2 separate regions of the Mus musculus genome follow, and region 2 is linked to region 1. A link is a contact called in public HiChIP or PLAC-seq data. All regions are on one chromosome and are shown on one strand. Each heading gives the region's core, a stretch centred on a gene start, on an enhancer-like site or on the middle of the called end of the contact. The rest is flanking DNA. Distances are from core to core; before and after follow the strand shown.

Evidence for each region. HiChIP or PLAC-seq counts read pairs in DNA pulled down with a chosen protein or histone mark.
Region 2: an H3K27ac HiChIP or PLAC-seq map of embryonic stem cells shows a contact between it and region 1, with 7 times the contacts expected there. The contact joins two enhancer-like sites. A contact is called at or near these places in 3 of 39 promoter capture datasets (the 3T3-L1 cell line, the C10 cell line and liver) and 1 of 115 datasets of contacts at active chromatin or transcription factors (embryonic stem cells).

The regions. Positions count from the first base shown.
Region 1 is chr13:104,909,952-104,912,820 of GRCm38.p6, forward strand. No RefSeq gene overlaps it. Among named protein-coding and RNA genes, the nearest start is that of Gm41048, 3.4 kb to the right of the region's middle. Within about 2 kb of position 1,255, at least 9 of the 459 cell types and tissues checked have an H3K27ac peak or open chromatin away from gene starts, as enhancers often do. A contact at or near this core is called in embryonic stem cells, where this site is marked.
Region 2 is chr13:106,855,373-106,858,076 of GRCm38.p6, forward strand. Ipo11 (importin 11) reads right to left here. Exons shown (of 30, transcript NM_029665.4): 23 at 1,857-1,936; 24 at 1,366-1,446. Among named protein-coding and RNA genes, the nearest start is that of Lrrc70, 20 kb to the left of the region's middle. Within about 2 kb of position 1,364, at least 5 of the 459 cell types and tissues checked have an H3K27ac peak or open chromatin away from gene starts, as enhancers often do. A contact at or near this core is called in embryonic stem cells, where this site is marked.

The sequences.
Region 1 (2,869 bases), core at 5-2,504:
TCAGGCAGAGCTCTATTTCTCACTGTGAAGAAGTGAACTGTAAATTCTTGGGTTCATTTGACTCCTCTGAATTTTAACGACGAAGATTTTGTCTTTCATTCCTTTATAAAAACAGTGTCCGGGACCTTCTAGGTTGTGGGATCAAACTCAGCATATTCTCGACTACCATGGTGTCAGTTCTTGGAGTCAACATGCCACAACTAAATAAGATGGTGAAATCCCACACAAATCCTTCCCAGACTTTCTCATTATGTCTGCTCCAACTGCCTTTCTTCTCGTAGCACTCCCTTAGGAGCTCAGCCCTGTGGTCCAGGCAAACTCAGTCAACCTAGCTCCACATTTCCCTTCTCCTGGATTTCAGCTGACAGTGGTCTATTTGCTCTTTCTCACCCTTGCAACCTGTCAGTCCCTGCTACCTGACCCAGTTAATTCAATTTAAGTGTGATCTCATCTGGTTTTCCTCTTTCCTTTCCCAGCCACAAATGAGTCACTGCTCCTGCACAATACTTGGTTGATGCCACCCCTGTCTGCTCTCTCAGTCCAGGATGCTCTGCGTGTCCTTCCCACTTCCGTTTATATTTCATTCTGGTTTTAACTTAAGCCATTTCCTTAGGGAGGCCTTTTCTAACTCCCAAGTGTATTTTCCAACAACACTCTGACTACCATGAGAACGGTCATCACAATTCCTCTGGTGGAGTCTGCTCTCCAGTGTTCTTTGTGCTTCATGAATGTGAGGGCAAGTCTCCTTTATTTATCTCTTAATATTTAGGTACTGTATTGCAGAATGGCGCATAGCAGATGCAAAAAAAAAAAAAATCTGTCTTCCAAGTGGTGTTGAACAAACTCAGTTTTAATGAAACATATGTTATTATGTTCCTACCATGTCCCAAGCAGGGCTGTAAACATATGTTATTATGCTCCTACCATGTCCCAAGCAGGGTTGTAGGTGCTCAGGACATATCAGTGCACAAAGAATATGGGGATCCCAGGGCTGGTGGGGGTAGCTCAGTTGGTAGAGTATATCTCTACTATTCAAGAAGCACTGGGCTATATCCTCATCATTACATAGACCTAGGTGTGGAAGTGTACCCTGTAATCCCAGTCTGTGGGAGGTGATGGCAAGAGAAGCAGATATTTAAGGTTATTCCTGCCAATTCATCCTTGGAGCCTGGAACCAGCTGCAGGTGATGATGTGCAGAATAGGGCGTAATCTCCAGAATAGCTCCAGGGCCTCTCAGCAGGTAGCAGTATCTTGAAGAGGAACAGCCAAGGTGGCAGAACATTAGAGTGATCTAGGGAGGAAGGCTCCACCCTAGATAATCTCCTTAGTGGCAGCAAGGTCAGGTTCTGGCTTAGCCTGTTTCAGGTTTTTGGGAGGCTACATCTCCTCCCTGTTATTAATATTAATAAAAAGCTGGACTGAGGTATAAAATTTATTTATGCTCCATAGTCCTGCCTGGGAATTATGGTGGCTGGCGGCCGTGCCTGCCTTAGGATCTCAGATCCTCTCGAACCATCCAATTCCGTTATCAGAAGTTACATGCAGTGAGTTTGTGTTATAATTCACACAAACATGGCTCTATGGTGTAATATCAACGGCCACTGCCTTTTGGCATGTACCCCTGTCTTAGATTGGTATGATCTGGGATCTGGTTGCCTGTCATTGGCTAACTGGCCCTCATAGCGCACCTTATTCCCAAATCAGACCAAAGGGACAAGACAATATGTACTTAGAATTCTTGATGAAAATTAATAACTGCCACCTGCAAGCTGTTGGGGGCGGGGATGCACACCTGCTGCAGTCAGGCTGAAGGGCGTTGACTGACCTGCTTGAAAACAAAGTCTAGACAGTGAAAGGCACACTACAAAAGCTTCTTTTGGGGAAGTCCAGATACTCCATTCATTTGCAAATTAGCAACGATCAGGCTAGACCTAGAGCTCCGGGTGTGGAGGAGGTGACTTTGAGAATTGCAGAAAGGCTTACAGCTTCCCTGGGAGTGGAGGCTGTGCTTTAATTTAATTTTTTGGCTAAAGAGGATTTTTAGCCATAATCAAGGTTAGAGTCATACTTGCTAGAAGATTCAGGATCTGTGTCTAGTTGACGAACTAATCTCTCAGGCAGCCATTGAGCTCCATCTTCTTTTTGTGAAAAAACACAGACTGAGCCCCTTCCCCAGATTAGAAGAAAAGAAGGAGAAGAAGCCAAGGAGGAGGAGGAGGAGGAGGAGGAGGAGGAGGAGGAGGAGGAGGACGAAGAAGAAGAAGAAGAAGAAGAAGAAGAAGAAGAAGAAGAAGAAGCAGCAGCAGCAGCAGCAGCAGCAGCAGCGGAGCATTGGATGGTTCTGAAATCAGTTTTATAGGAGAGGCAGAAGTAAGAGCCTGTGCCCAGTGGTTTAGGAGAAAAGGAGAAACATGCAGGATTAATGAATGCATGAAACCCTATCACCTCCATCTCCTCCTCCCATCTGCTGTCGTCATTATATCAATATCTTCCCTGTGTCTTCTACATTAGGTAGGTCTGGAAGACAGGACAAGGCTGTGTCTTTAAAACTGCGTAGCTGGCGTAGGTACATAGCTTATACTCAATAAATGTTGGTTGAATGACAACAAATATTAAATGAACATAGTCTTGGGGAAAGCTATTGTTACTTATCTTACTTACCATCCTATTCTACTGTTACTTATCTATTTGATGCCCTCAATTATTTTCCAATAATGACCATACCTCACCCACCCACCTCTACCACTGTGGCCTCTAACTGCCCAGCCCGCCCTTCCTTCTCTTCTGATCTCACCTGCTTGTCAGTGTGCCCATATTAAGTCTGTCCCCTAGGAAGGTGAAGGAAGTACAGGATAGCTAGGGTTGTTC
Region 2 (2,704 bases), core at 114-2,613, 1.9 Mb after region 1:
GGTTGTGAGCCACCATGTGGTTGCTGGGATTTGAACTCCTGACCTTCAGAAGAGCAGTTGGGTGCTCTTACCCACTGAGCCATCTCACCAGCCCATGCCATAGTTTTCATAACAAAAAAGTAATTGTCAAGATTGAAAGACTTTGCCAGGCATAGTGGTGCACGCCTTGAATCCCAACACTTGGGGAAGAGAGGTAGGTGGATCTTTGTGTGTTTGAGGACAGTCTGGTCAACACAGTGAGTTCTAAGATAGCCAAACCTACAGAGTGAGACCCAGTCTAGAAAAAAAAAAAAACCAAAAAATTAACAAAGTTTTAAAAAAGTAAGACTTTGTCTAGCCAGAATTTACTTCTCTTATTTGATATAAAACACAGCTAAGAAATTAAGACATTTAACAGCTACAGCTTTCAAATTCCATATGTAAAATATGGATACATATGTGCATATACATATTATGATATAGTTTAATACAGTTATACGTTAGCTACTATACTCATGTTATAGCATTTCTTTCATAGAAGGTCATATAAAGATAATACATACAGTTCACAGGATACTGGCTCTTAACTGGACAAGATCCCAACAAATCTAGCTTCTAACTTCAATACTAAAGTTAAAACTGTCAGTGAAATTGTTGTCCCAAATGTAGACTAACTAAGACTAACTAAGCAGTGACCACTGCTGCTTAGCATACGAAGACTAACGTCTGAGTCCCGGTCTGGGAGGCAGGCTGCCAAGGTGAGGGTGTAGCTCATGGTGAGGCTTGCTTCCCACTAGAATACCTAGAACACTATCAAAACAACTGAAAACTTAAGGTACACTGAAGGTTGCTAGGTTTAGGACAAGTTGGTAAAAGGCTTTTAACTCATCTCTATCCAATGAGGTTTTAGGATAGACATTATTCCAATCAGCTACAATCGTATTAGCAGGGGGCTGGAGAGATGGCTCAGTGATTAAGAGCACAGGTGATCTTCCAGAGGATCTGGGTTCAATTCTAACTCCCACATGACAGCTCACAACTGTCTGTAATTCCTGTTCCAGGAGATCCGACACCTCACTCAGACATACCTGCAGTCAAATCAATAATGTATATAAAATAAAAATATTTATAAAATTATTAAAAATAAATTATAAAAACAAGCCAAAACAAAACAAAAAAAATGAGAAATCCAAAACTGCATTTTAACAAGACCTCTAGGTGACTTGTACACACATTCAAATTTGATGCCTTTGGTACAGAGGAAGGAATTCGGCCAAATTGAACACTCGCTAGAATTCAATCAGTTTCTCTCTTTCTCAGCCATCCATTCTATGGAGGCTCGGCCTCACCAATATCAGCATGACAATCAATTTAAAATGACAATACCTTCAGCACTTGAACTTGACCTTCTGTAGTAATCTCTGGTAGCAGCTCATAAAAGGACTGGCACAAACCTGCTGCATATGTCTGAAATCCAATCAAAGGTCAATATGTGTAAGAACACAGCTACAATACTGAAAAGGCAAGAAACTCAATTTGGAAGGTCTCACATTATTCAAGAATTGGTACTAAAGGTCTAAGCAAACACTTTCAAGTAAGACCCCTCATAGGAAGAATGAAGAAGATAGGCCGTAAGCTACTGCTACACTGACTGCTGAGTATATAGTTACGTAGATAGTGCATCTTCTGTAGTCAGCTTCAGTGGAACTGGACGCTGATCTCGCCCTTCCTACAGTGAGAAATACTTACAGGGAAATAAAATCTCTAAGCACTAAAGTATCAGACCGAATCTGAACTTTGAAAAGGCACTTCCTGATACCACACAAACCCCAAAATAATATATAATTATTAACAATGCAAAAGGTGTTCTGACATACCTGTAAAAATTCTGTTGATGATAAAAAGATATAGCCATTGATGATCTTAAAGCAGGTTCTGAGATTCTCTGAACTTAATTCTGCCAAAACAGTAATTATTGTTTAAAAGAGCAAATTAACTAGCTGTTCAAAATTTAAGTGAGGTAATGATTCATTTTAGTTAAAACTAAGTTGCTATAGCAACTTGAAGCACTCAAGTTTGTTTTTAACCATGATTACTAATGGATTTTGACTGTTTATGGTTCCTGAAGCAGCAAGCATGCAGCTTACCGTTTGCAAGGCAGCTGGATGGAAGCTCTAGGATAGAAGATCAGACAGGATTGACAATGTTTTATCATCAGAAAAAGAAAAAGAAAAATCTCTACAAACAAGTGAAAAAGAAAAACTAAGTTACAGCAAGGGTGGTGACACACAATTATAGTTCCAGCACTCAAGAGGTTGAGGCTGGAGGATTGTGAGTTCAATGCCAGCCTGGATAAAAGGAAAATAAAATAAGAGCAACTTACATGCTTTCTTTATAAATTTTCGTGACTACAATCTAGCCAGTATTCATAAGCTGGTCAGATGTAACAGTGCTCTCATTCACCCTGTAGCAGTAAAACTCTAAAGACTGAGAAAGGCACCCTTCCCTTCTGTCGTCAGAACAACGCTAGGAAAGCGCACGGCTGGGACTTTTCATTTCCAACCAAAACCTGAGCTGGGTCCTGGGGTTTCCTGGTTTATAAAGAAAAGTATGTAGAGAGCAAGCGTGTTCAGTTTTTAGTGGGGGAAGACGGCAGAGTGGGGTCGCTGTATGAAGCTGACCATGAAAGCGTGGAACCCTGCTCATGAGAAGGCTCAGATGACCG